2 separate regions of the Mus musculus genome follow, and region 2 is linked to region 1. A link is a contact called in public promoter capture Hi-C data. All regions are on one chromosome and are shown on one strand. The core of a region is the stretch at or near the end of the contact, and the rest is flanking DNA. Distances in the headings are between cores, read along the strand shown.

Region 1 (6,448 bases), core at 3,065-5,564:
GTTATCCCCTTTCCTCATTTCCCCTCTGAAAACCCCCTATCCCACCCCCCTCACCCTGCTCACTAACCCACCCACTTCCATCTCCTTGTCCTGGCATTCCCCTACACTGGAGCATCGAGCCTTCACAAGACCAAGGGCCTCTCCTCCCATTGATGTCCAACAAGGCCATTCTCTGCTACATATGTGACTGTAGCCTTGAGTCCCTCCATGTGTACTCTTTAGTTGGTGGTTTAGTCCCTGGGAGCTCTGGGGGTACTGGTTAGTTCATATTGTTGTTCCTCCTATGGGGCTGCAAACTCCTTCATCTCCTTGAGTCCTTTCTCTAGCTCCTCCATTGGAGACCCTGCGCTCAGTCCGATGGTTGACCGAGAGCATCTGCCTCTGTATTTGTCAGGCACTGGTAGAGCCTCTCAGGAGACAGCTTTATCAGGCTCCTGTCACCAAGCACTTGTTGGCATCTACAATTGTGTCTGGATAGGGTGACTGTGGGATGGATCCCCAGGTGGACAGGTACTGAATGGCCTTTAAATGTGCGCACCTCTCGAGTTCTCTGTGCTGTAACTTGGCCTTGAGGTCTAGAAGAGCAGAACCCCACTGTGCCAGGTGTCCCTGTCCTGGCTGCCATGCATAGCTTCCATTGATCTTGTCACTCAAGGTTCTACTTTGGCCAAAATCATTGCTGTTTGTTTGTTGTTTTTAAATTAGAGCTTCTTGCTTACTTTCTTCTTGTCCTGGCTCATGTTAGGTTTCTTCCGTCGGTGTTTGTTTCTGATTTGTTTTTTTGGTTTTGGTTCTGGTGTGGTTTTTGCCATGTGTCCTGATGGCTTGCCTTCTGTAGCTTGTGTGCAGTTGCTGTTCCTTCTACTCTTGTCTGCTATTATTTTTTCCAAGGAATCCGAGTTCCTTTTCTAGTGGTGGAATATGTTTCTGCCAGAGTGGTGTGTGTGTTCTCTGAAGGAACAAATTGATGGCCGCATTCAGGGCTGCTTTACTGACACAGAAGAGCGTGGGTTTGTGTTTTAGGCTAAATGATGGAGTTCTGGGCAGCTTAAGTCTGAAGTGGCTTGCTGGTTCCCTAACAGCAGGCAATTATGCTACACTCAGGGAGCCTCTGAGCAGTTGTTCCCATGCAGATAGTTACTGCGTGAACAGGAAGAGCATAAGAAATATGTGAGAGGCACGTGACCACTCCGCAGATGGATTGCCCACAATTGAGTCTTAATCGCCGATACCACTGCGCTGTTTGTACTTAAGGTTTTTGTTCAGGTACCTTTCCCGAGGTCCCTCAATGTGATGTGGGATCCATGCTCATAAAAGCTTCCAGCAGAGCAGCAGGAAGAATAATCCCCAAGCTGATAAGAATTAGGTATGAACTCTTATGAACACACTAGTCAAAGATTGGCCCCCAACTCTGAACTTACCCAAGAAAGACAAAATAGCCCTTCCAGACACTATTGAGCCTGACCACCTCAGCTTTCACAAGTGGAGGGGGCTTGGACAATGTAACAAAGGGATTTTTGGGATGCCTAGAAGTCACTCTCAAAGACTATCTCAGGTGCCACAGTGCAGTCTTCTTAGGGGTGGGAGGGAAGCACCTTGGACAAGGGTGTCCCTTTCTTTTTATTCCAGAGACCTGCACTCACTGGTGAAGAGACCAGAGCCACTTAGCTGGAAACATCTGCAGCAGATGTGCCCCCATCCCCTCCCATCCCTCCCTATGGAAAAGCTGACAAGGGACACAAAACTGTTTCCACACCTCTGTCTCAACGTTGGCTTACAAGTGAGGAGGATTGATGTTAAGCAGAGCTTACAGTAATGGCCTCATTCTCAGTGATTGTTCTAGAACAGGCACAGCTCTGTTCTTCCTGCTTCGGATCTCCATGCTCATCCATTGTTCTTCATTGCCCAGTGCTTGTTGAGGGAGCTCTGTAGCGTTTACAGGTATAAAAGAGCATGCAACTATTTTTCTTCCTTGAAGTCATTGTCTATATTTAGGTTAGCGGTGTGATGAGAGATGTTGATGTTTTGTGAGTCACACTGAAAATTACCTCTCTAGATACAGGCAGAATGGGAGGCTCTTAGAGCCTTGCCTCTGCCCTGTGCCATGTAGACCACTGCTGCCCCAAAGCGAGATCATTAACCCTCTGCTACCTGCCAACGCTCTGCACAGCTGGACGGGGTCAAAAAGATCTCACCCTCACCCACCACAGGGTGACAGAGGGAACGTGTATGACCAAAAGGTGAGAGGGAAGGTTGCAAGGAGTTTTGTAACTCTTAACTGGAAGTCCTTGCCCAGAGCTCTGCATTGCCAAGTAGGAAATGTGCCCCTGACTTGCCCAGTATGCAAATGAATGACCCCCACCACCCCCCTTTTACCGTGCAAACGTTCAGAGGGAGAAAGCCAACACCCACCTCTCCTTCCTTCACTGAACTGGGAGACAATCTCAGCCACCCACCCCACCCCCAACGCCCTGTTTGTTCTTCTCATTTTAGGAAAGATACTCTAATTTTTCCCCCTCTGTGCTTCTTTTGAAAGGGAAGGAGGGGCTTGCATTGAATTGCTCTTCGGCTACCTCCATCTAGATAGGCTTCATTAATTTGATAAGCCGACACCAAAAGAGAGGGGTAGGGGTGGGGGTAGGGGTGGGAGTGGGGGGCTGCCTAGGGGCTGCCCTGAGGTTTCAGAAGATGAACTGCTAATGATGTTGAAAAAGTACCTTTTCAGATTGTGTGGTCCCTCCGGAAAACCAGAGCCCTTCCTCCCTTTTTCTTATTGTGGTATAGAAATTGAAAAATAGAAACCTGGTTGCAACTGGGGGTGTGTGGGGGGGAGAGTATGTGGGCTGGTGGGGAGGGCGAACAGACAGATGCATCCCTGAGGGGAAGTTTGCAGGGGCCTCTTCTCTGACAGTGTATCTGATATTGTCATGCTAAAGAGTGAAAAACTAATGGGGGGGAAAGATTAATTTGCTAGGTCAATTATTGAACAGACTTGCTTGATACTTACAAAACTCGTGAAATTAGCGCATGATTGACAATATGAGTATTGTATTCAACATCCGTGATCCTCTGACTCAAACTGAGTTGGATACAAATCACAGGCTTTGGACATTTTCAGTACACTCAGGTTTGTTACCCTTCCCCATCCTCTATCATGATGGAAGCTGGTTAGACCTAGAACAACCATCCATACTCTCTGCCTCAAACAGTCCGTCAGAGTTTATGCCCGTTGTCTTTGTTTGGTTGACAAACTATTCACTCTTTATATCTCAACAACTGGGAGATACTAATAAGTCCCTGGTTTCACTGTGATTTATTGTATTTATTACATTTGTTACATTAACTCCTGTGTGCATGTGTGTGTGTGTGTGTGTTGTGTTGTGTGCTTGTGTCATTTCCTTCCTTCAACCACGTGCTGTCCCAGGATTGATTTTCCAAGTAGTCAGGCTTGGCAGGAAATTCCTTCATCCACTAAAGCCACCTTGCCAGTTTGGGGTTTTAATTTCATTCTCCATTTTTCTTGCGTATTTTCCAAGACCATTTTCAAAGATATGCAGAAAGTATGTGTGTGAAGCACTCTGAGTCTAGAAGGGCATTTAAGCTAGGATTTATTTATTGTTTCTGGTGACAATATGAAGACTCTGAAGATATGGAGCCATTCTGAATACTCATGAATCACAAGCCAAAACCACGCAGTGGCCAGCTGTGCCTCACAATAAACACCAAGGTGGGCTGGAGTGTCACTAACCATCATTACTTATGTGAGCACAAGCCAGGCTACTGACCCCTGGAATTTCTGCTCCAGTAAATATTTCACTTCCTCCTCAATTTGGCCAAGTGACAGTGATTACTTGGCTGTGTCAGAAGCAACTGTGGCTTGGACCGGGGGAGCTGTGCGGAGCCTGAGGGCTAGGGGTGGGTACACGTTTCAAGCGGATGAGCAAGTCTTTTGCACTCATCAATTCAAGTAACTGGAGTCTAAATTAGAATGGCTAATAGGCGTTCATTCCTTAAACAAAAATCTACCAAGCACCTCTTTCATGCCAGCCACTGACATAGGTCCTAAAATACAGAACTCTACCCTGGAGTCGCTTCCATTCAGGCAGACAATACACAGTAGCCAAGTACGGGTTATGAGGCTCTTACAACAACAGCAAAGAGAGAAAGTGGACCCAGTGAAGAAAGATGGAGAAAACAACCAGGGCATGTGGCCTGAGAGCTGCTCAGGACTTCAGTTATATCCCATTCTGCCACCTCTACCGGGATCACACACAAACACGGAGGGCGGGGAAAAGACAGCACTGCTCCTGCGCATGCGCACTGAAGCCTCAGCCCCAGGAGCGTCAGGGACACCAACGGCTGCCGTTCCTTCTCAGTTGCATTAGCCCTGACCGACATGGCTAGTGTGTGTGTGTGTTTTGTCTGTCTGTCTGTCTGTCTGCACATACTAGGAAAGGACAGAGTTGGACAGCCAGTGAGAAGTAAAGACCCTGCCTTTGTGGTAAGCACTGTGGTTCTCAGTTGTTCCTCTTCTTCTTCTTCTACTACTACTACTCACACACACACACACACACACACACACACACACACACACACACACCCCACACACACACATCTGGGACTTTTGGCCAGGTTCTAGGCCTGCTTCTCTGCCTTCGAGGTGGTTTACCCTGATCTTGACAATGACCATAATGGTGAATTCTGAGGTATGCCTATTTCATTTTGCCTGATCTGATTGACAAGGGGTCATGTATTGATATTCTAAGGAGGATGAGCTAGCACCCTGAATTTCCTAAGGACAAGACGATGCAGTTGCCAGTTGTCCAGGCTGCCTTCTATCGGGGCCGTCTTATTAACTCCGAAGCTCTGCTTTGCCTTCTCTTGTGTGTTCTACACTTAAAGCCAAATAAGAGGTCCCTAAGTCCACCCCTGCCTGGCATCGGGGCCTTTCGAGGGGACATACTAGGCGCACCGCTGCTGTTGGTCTGTGCACTTGTGGCACCGCTGTAATGCTGATAGGCCCAGTCTAGTGAAAAAGCAAAAGGCAGTTCTGCGCCTCCTTTCCCATTCTTTGAGACTGCAGTGAGGGTGACTGGCTCCCAGCCTGATATGGGCTTGACATGTGGGGCAGTCCTGAGTTCAATTCCTTGGGGCCTATACCATCCCACGTAGGCAGCCATCCAGCCAGGATCCTGGTGCCTGCCTGCCTGCCGAACCACGGCTGCTTTCTCCTTGTTTGTGGTCAGTGAAAGGAACAGGCTCAAGCGAAGCCCTCTCCTGATGGAGCAGATACTGTGTTTAAGGATGAAGAACGTGGCCTCGCCATATGTCTAGGGCCAATAAAGGGCCTCCTGAGACTGAAAGACATGAGGGCGGATTTTTCCTGCAGTGAACCTGTTGCCCTGAGTTACCACGTGAGGCTGGCAGGAGGCCTCTGTCCAGAACTCCAGCAGGAACTCCATGCTAACCAGAGTCGGGACAGCTCCAGGTCTGACATGATGCTGAGCAGCAGAAACAGCCTTGTCATTCCAGAGCATCCTAGAGCGATTCTAGAAAAGCCACCTATCCGTTCTTTTCGCACCTCATTGGTTGTCCATTGCTCTTTAGGGACCTCCAAGTGCTTGACCTGGTGACTCTAAGAAAGCTATTCTAACCGTAGGATCAGCGAGCTAAGAGTGTGGCTCAGTGGTAAAATGCCTGATGGGGATGCAGGACCCAGAGTTCCATCCCCAGCACTGCCACAACAAGCAAACAGATAAAAACAAATGAGCAGAGATGTGATTCTAGATGTGGATTTATTCTAAGCCTGGTGGCACAGGCCTATGATCTCTAATAATTGGGGGTTTGTAGCAAGGGGATCACAAGGGTCAGGCTTGCTGGGCCCCTCAGTGAGACCCGGTTGTAGAACAATATGTAAAAATGAGGGCTGGCATACAGCTCCATGGTGGGACGCTTGTCTGGCATAGGCAAGGCTCAGTTCCATCTCCCACAGAAGGAAAGAAGAAAATGGAAGGGCAGGGTAGGGGAAGGAAACAAAGAAAATAGTGCACGGGGTTAATATGTTCATCGTCACAACATTGGTAGTTGTAAATATTTGAGGGAGGGTCTTAAATGGCTAAAAGTAAAGATTTAGCTAAATAAATTATGGGACATTAAGCTGCTATTAAAGTACCATAAAATAATGCTTAATGCCCTGGGGTCCATGTGAATGAAAGAAAAATTATAAAACAGTAGTTCTAATATTTTTATTCTTTTTCTTAAAGGGCAGAGAAAAATATATTTATTTGGAGCTAGTTAGGACTGCGATCCAGGAGAAGACAGATTCAAGCCATCATGAAAGTGTGTTCTAGGGCTGGAGAGATGGCTCAACAGTTGAGAGCACTGGCTGCTCTTCCAGAGGTCCTGAGTTCAATTCCCAGCAACCACATGGTGGCTCACAACCATCTAT
Region 2 (6,622 bases), core at 3,426-5,925, 72 kb before region 1:
ATACAAAATTCAAAAAAAAAATCTTTGCAGATGAGCAATGGCTGCTTGCTTCCGAAGATCTTAGTAATGGAGTAAAAGGACTGTCTAGCTCAAGTGTGTTTTTGAATGGACCGTGCCTTGCAGGGTGGCTGTGAATATAAGCTATTGATTTGAATCCAGGGGCCAAAGAGAAGCCGTCAGAGCAGGAACCTCTTTGGAGATCACGTGCCACAACCCCCTCACTTTGTAATGAAGGAAGAAGAGGTCTGGCGAGGTGAAATAGTTGCTGCCGGGTCACATAATTAAGTTTGTTTAGTTGCTGGGCTATAGAGAGATCTGGAAAACACCACATGCATAGTTTTGCTCCTCAAGTTCCTGACATTTTGTGTTGTGTACACTCGGGGCATTTTTAAATACTGATAACCACGTGAATACAGAGCTCATTTCCTTCAATCTGGCCGTGTGGGCAGTCGCCAGTGAAGTCTATTATACTGTCTTGCCTGGTGGCTTTATGATCAGTTCGTTTGATTTATGGTGCTAGATTGGACAAGAGATGGCAAAATATTCATTATAGTTTCTTTAAAAAAAAAAAACTCCTTTCTTTCTCATTCATACAACTTCAAAAATATCTGTAAAATCATCATCTGTTGTTACAATACTTTAACTTCTGAAGAGAGAGTGGAACAAAAAAAAAATCTGTCCCAGGGGACTTTTATGAGAGCTGTAACTATGCACAAGGAGGTAGTTATAGGAGATATTATGCAAACCTGGCTGTAGCATTCTAATGGAAACTGCATAAATAATGTCTGGTTGGCTAGGGGAGAGATAAAATCCTGGCATGCTTAGCTGGGCTCTACAGCTTTACGGGACATTGCCAGCGTGCCACCGTCAAAGAAGAAAGTTGACAAACCTGACCCGGTGTGAGCCCTATGATTTATCACTCAGGATGCTGGGCTGCAGCGGGGAACCAGGTTCTTTCTCTGCATCATTTTTCCCTCTTTGTGTCCCTCTGGACTCAGGTGGTCCCTGTGAAGGGACATTTACTTACTCTCAGGAAACAAGACGGTGCTATTCAGGGCCTCTTAAATCTTAGCAGGCCCACTTCTGCTTGCTCTGAGGGCTGGTCAAGAGAGGGGACATTAGAGAGTGAATGGGAAATACTTCTTGAAATAATTTATTTTATTATTGTTATTATTATTAACTATTATTACTATTAGTGCATGCGTGCATATGTGTGTGCATGCACTAACATGTATGTATGTGTGTGTATGTGTGTGTGTGTGCTCATGCGCGCACCAAGCTTACATGTGCTGGTTAGGAGGACAACTCTGGGCAGTTGGATCTTCTCGTACTATGTGGGTTTCAGGAATCCAGCTCACATTCTCAGGCTTGGTAGCAAGTACCTTACATGATGCTCCATCTCTCCCATGCCCTTACGTGGTTTTTGTACCAGAGTAGTGAGAAAAGTATCAAAGGAATCAGGAAAGTTAAGGAGTGATGGGGGAAAGACACTTGCTCTGGATAAAGTAGTAATTGTCAACTGTTTCCTTTAAGGCCAACTCTGTCTCCTGTTGACTTATAACTTGAGACAATCTCTAATCCGCTACACAAGAACGGCATTGGATCCTGTCTGAGCTGAATCATGTCTCCCCAGATTCAGAGGCTGAAGTCCTCAGAGTCTGTGTTTGAAGACAGGGCCATTTAAATTATGGCAAGGCAGTTAAGGTGGCTCCGAAATGAATGTGACCTCCATCTTCTTAAGAATTTTGGACACACAGATGCAGAAGCTGTGGCATCACAGAGGAGAAGCCGTGTGAGGACCAGGGAGGGGGGAAAGGTGAGGCTCTGTCAACCAGAGAGAGGCCTGTCGGAGACAAAGTGCATTGACTCCTTGATCCTTGGTCACTATTAGGAGGCAGAGACATGCAGTGGAGGTGCCTACTATAAACTCCACTGCTGCTTAGCCTCTGTTTCCCTGTCGTCTCCACACTGAAGGTCCTTGAGGTTGGACGCCTGCTCCTACTCAGGATGACCTTCCTACCTGACAGAACTCACACCCAGCAGGGCTCAGTCGGTTGGACGAGTTTGTGCAAGATGATCCTTTGTGTGAGTTATTAAGTGCCCTGACCTGACTAAGACTCAGAGAGGACAGGGATAGGCAGGAATCAAATGATGAGTCTTGTTTGCCAAGGCTGTTGTGACAAAGTATCATATATTAGGCTGGGTAAGCTCCAGAAATTTACCCTGTCCCAGGTCTAAGAGGCTGGATGCCCAATAGCAAGCTAGCAAGGTTGGTTCCTGCCAAGCCCTTGCCTTGGCCTGAGAATCTCCTAGAACTCAGTGTTGAAACTGCATCCCCAGGTGGTGCGGTTTTAACAGTGGGGGCTCCGACTGGAGTTGATTAAGTCACTGAGCCCTCAGGAGTGGGACTGGCTTAGACTGAAAGGCTGAAGGGGTCTAATTTAGGCCCTTTCTCATTTGCACTTCGGACATACCAGGATACCCAGGTGATGTCATTCCATAGGAACAGGGCCTTGACAACATTCTATAGAGAACAGGGCTCACCAGACCATGACTCTTCAGCGCCTTGATCATGGACTTCCCAGGATCCATGACAAATAAAATGTTCTTTATAAAGTATCCAGTTTCTGACATTTTGTTGCAGTAGCGCAACCAAGTGGACTAGTGGACTAAGGCAGCCATCTGTTCTCACAGGTTTCCCTCTGGGACCTGGAGCCTAATTCCTGCTTCTTATAAGAAGTCAGACCCACCCTAAGGACTTTATCATAAAGACTGAGTTTCTGGTAGCTGGACTTTGACATATGGATCCATACATGGTATAGATACAGGTGTCCTGTAACATTGGCCATGAGCACTAGGCTCAGTTTGTTGTTATCCTTGTATTCCCTTGTATGGATGTAGACGACCCCCTGTGGCTTTTCTCTAGCAGGCCCTTTGACATGTGGATTCTTTCTTAAGAGGTGTACATGTTCCTCAGAACGAGATCATTTTGAGACTGAATATGGGTTTCAGCGGCTGGTGTGGACTCTCTGTCATATTAGGACGTCTACACCCCAAAGTCCTATAGAGTTGAAATAATGAAGTCACTTCGAGGTTCACTGAGTGCATTATGATGCTCACCAGATACTCCCCTGTCAGCTGCCAATCCCTGGATAAGGCAGGAAATGGAGAGCTGACACACTCAGTTCCTACCCCAGGGCATGGAAGGACTGGATTCAGAGGGTTTTTTTTTGGTTTTTTTTTTTTTTTTTGATATCTTCCCTGCTCACCTTCTGGTCACTTAGTATTGTCCTGGGGCTTTGGATTGGCCATAGAGGACTCAGGCTTTCACATCTTCAAGGCTGATAAAGGGTCCGTGCAAGCTCAGCCTTGGCCACTCCCCTTGCATAAATGAAATGCTGCCCACATAAGTCAGGGAGGTTGTAGAAAAGAGACTGTGTGCCTAAATGACTCTGACTGTTGCTATAACAACAGTGCCTCGGTCTAATTTCTTTTGAAAAATGAATTTCAGCTGGGATGAAGCCCGAGCATCGTCTCCCACACAGGACAGCTAAGCTGGCAGGCTCCAGACTGCTGCTGCTTCTAGGTTTGAATGGTGGGGTGGCGTGCCCCGCTGTCCAGCTGGTCACTTCAGCCTCCATGTTTGCCCATCTATCAGCATGTGCCTTTTATGGCATGTGCATAGAGGAATCTTACCTTCCCCATGGGGATTCACACAGGAGAGAAAAGTCCTCCTGTCCTGCCTTGTGTCCTGCTGTGGAAAAAGTCTAAAGACTTACTGGTTATAGGGCTTGCCGAGTAAGCCTGAGAACCCACGTGTGGCCCCCAACATTCATGTGAGCATCTGGGCGCTTGGCTATGTTCTTTAGTAATCCAAGGTCCAGCAGGAGGAGACAGGAAGACACCGTCCCCCAAACTTCCCAGGCCAGTCTGTATAGTAGAATATTCTGTGGAAGTCTTATATAAGGTAGAGAGGGTTAGAGAATAACAACCAGCGTCAGCCTCTGACCTCTGCATGCATAGGCACAGGACAGAACACAGATGCACATACATGCACACATGGAAAGACATAACCATAAAGAAGTCCCCTTGTTGGTAAAGAAAGCCCAGGCCCTCAGCCTTCATATCTGGAGAAAAAAAAATGCTCAATGAAATGGAGACCTAGGAGTCAGGTGCTGTCTAGAAATAGACGGTGTTTGTTTGCTTGCTGGCAGAGATGTGTGGGCGAGGGGAGACTATGAGAATCTATGTGCCCTCATTGGGAGGTGGCTCTTGGCTGCCAGGGTTTGCTCCCTGTGTGACAGCTCAGGTGGAAATGGGGCTCCTGACCTCTTTGAGGGGATACCAGAGATTTTTTTATTCTATAGACCTATTTCAACACTTTTGCATTCCTAAAGGAGATGAGTTTATGCTGGGGTTTTATTTCAAAATCATCTCCTCACATCTGGAAGCTCTGGGCCTTTTGCATCTCCTAAGCTGGTGCAAGACTCCAGAGCTGCAGAGAGGAAGAGAGGCTCTCATGAGGGGCTAAAAACAAAAGTGAGAATTCCTTGTTGAGAAAGAGGACATTTTGAGTAAACAGTGGAATAAAAATATCCCTGGGCCCTGGAAGGGGAAGCTCTCTGAAGTGTCTCTCCTCCCACCTCGTCCTTCCCAGAAAACAAACAGAGAACCCAGGGCTTGGCCACGGCTTGCTATACATTGGCCGTCCTCGCTGGTAGGAATCTCCAGCTGGGAATGACACAGATCATAGCAAATCTTTTCATCTGTTCACTTCCTTCCGAGTGATTCTTTCTCCTTCCTCACCTCCCTCCTTTGTTTCTTTACAGCTATAAATAAAATCCCATTAGAAAAATCAGAAAATAACACAGGGTCATGTCTACAGATGCGTTTGAAGAGAAAATGTATACATGACTCCTAGTAAGAACTACTGGGAGAAGACCCCTGAGGATACTGTTTCTTGCGGTTTAAAAAGGAAACACAATGTGTGTGTGTGTGTGTGTGTGTGTGTGTGTGCAGGAAAGATGAGCCCTTCGGGGTTCTGACTGCGATTTTGACAGCACCTGCTCATCCCTGTGGAGCTTTGCCTAGGAAAGAAAGCTATTGCATGCATGGAAGTCGCTGGATGCATGTAGTCTCTGCCTCCTCCTCCTCCTCCTCCTCCTCCTCCTCCTCCTCCTGCTGCTGCTGCTGCTGCTGCTGCCACCAGGGTCACAGCCATCAGCTCCTCACACACGTGACAGACTTGGGGCACAGCATCTTTCCTGTAGAAAAGCTCTGGGCATTTCTGCGAAACGGCAGATCTGACTCAGGCATGGATGGGTCCACCTTGGACCCTTATGACAGGTTCTAAAACTCAGAATTTATCAGCAAGCTTTGTTGAAGTTTGGTGAGGCAGTCAGGAGAAGAGGCTTTGAGAGGAATCCGAGTTACCTGTCCTTACTGAAGCAATCCTCGGCCATCACAGATTATTATGAGGTTGTTGTTGTTGTTATTATTATTATTATTATTATTATTATTATTATTATTATTGGTCAGGTTGGCAAATGAGAAACACTAGCAAATATGGTGATATACCCTGTAATCCAATTACTTGGGAGCCTGAGGTCAGAGGATCAACGGCTCTACGGCAGGGTACATAGCTAGTTGGGAGCCAGCCTGGGCTACATGAGATCCAACCTCAAAAACGTAAAAAATAAAAAAAGGACCAGATGTAGGGTTACACACCTTTAATTTCATGCGTCAGGACTCGGAGGCAGGTGGCTCTGTGAGTTTGAGGCCAGGCTGGTCTACATGTTGAGTTCTAGGCCAGCCAAGGCTCCATTGTAAGACCCTGTCTTACTAAAAATAAGTGTAAAAAATTAGGGTACAATATCCTCAGCATGAAGCCCAGCAATTTTCAACCAACGGGAATACTGTATAACAGCAATATCTTAAGTCACTTACTAAATGACAAATTGAGTTATCTGATAAAAATGTATCCTTGTGCATCCTGCTTAAAGTTATGTGAAGAGGTTTAAGAATCATGCAGCCCGCCCTGGTGACCATCAGGATCATCGTCTTGGTCTTAATGAGTGGTTCATTGTTTCATCAATGCTCATGAAAACTCCTTAAATTTCACATAAAAAGAGGACCCAGGGCTCCTGGGACCTGCGGTGAAATGTAATTTATTCATTCAATTGTGAAAAAGCCAAGAGCCTGTGTGGACTTTATGTACTTGGGAACTTGGAGATTTGGGAATCTTGGGACATAGCATTTCTGAATGTCAAGGGCCTTGTCTGCCATGCCCCTAATGTATTGGGATCCATTCTCGTGGAGTTGTGGTGCGTTCAGTTGGTACTTACTACAAGTTTAATCATAACTAAAAGATAAAATCAGACCCTGAAATTCAGTCATTCATAATTTTTTTTTAGAAAAGTCAAAGATAAATATATTAAGGACCCCACAGCTGGATCTTGGTGTCTGTGTTCCAAAATTGGGTAAGAGGACACAACACCCTCAATGTGGATCGTGCTGCCCCTGGACTGAGGTTCCATCCCCAAGGCTTCCCGTGGGGTTCCTTGATGCTCCTGAATAGTAGAAGTGAGAGAGGTTCCATTTTTTTCCTGAAGCACTTCACAAT

The links. Capture Hi-C pulls out chosen DNA fragments and counts their contacts.
Region 2: a contact with region 1 is called in a promoter capture Hi-C map of pancreatic islet. The contact joins two enhancer-like sites. A contact is called at or near these places in 1 of 15 datasets of contacts at CTCF or cohesin (CD8 T cells), 8 of 484 Hi-C or Micro-C datasets (bone marrow-derived macrophages, cortical neurons, embryonic stem cells and 4 more), 3 of 115 datasets of contacts at active chromatin or transcription factors (extraembryonic endoderm stem cells, microglia and trophoblast stem cells) and 2 of 9 other capture datasets (adipose tissue and pancreatic islet).

What each region holds. Positions count from the first base shown.
Region 1 is chr3:51,794,452-51,800,899 of GRCm38.p6, reverse strand. The region is part of intron 2 of Maml3 (mastermind like transcriptional coactivator 3); the gene reads left to right. Among named protein-coding and RNA genes, the nearest start is that of Gm46803, 90 kb to the right of the region's middle. Within about 2 kb of position 4,314, at least 87 of the 459 cell types and tissues checked have an H3K27ac peak or open chromatin away from gene starts, as enhancers often do. A contact at or near this core is called in microglia and pancreatic islet, where this site is marked.
Region 2 is chr3:51,867,029-51,873,650 of GRCm38.p6, reverse strand. The region is part of intron 1 of Maml3 (mastermind like transcriptional coactivator 3); the gene reads left to right. Among named protein-coding and RNA genes, the nearest start is that of Gm46803, 160 kb to the right of the region's middle. Within about 2 kb of position 4,675, at least 28 of the 459 cell types and tissues checked have an H3K27ac peak or open chromatin away from gene starts, as enhancers often do. A contact at or near this core is called in microglia and pancreatic islet, where this site is marked.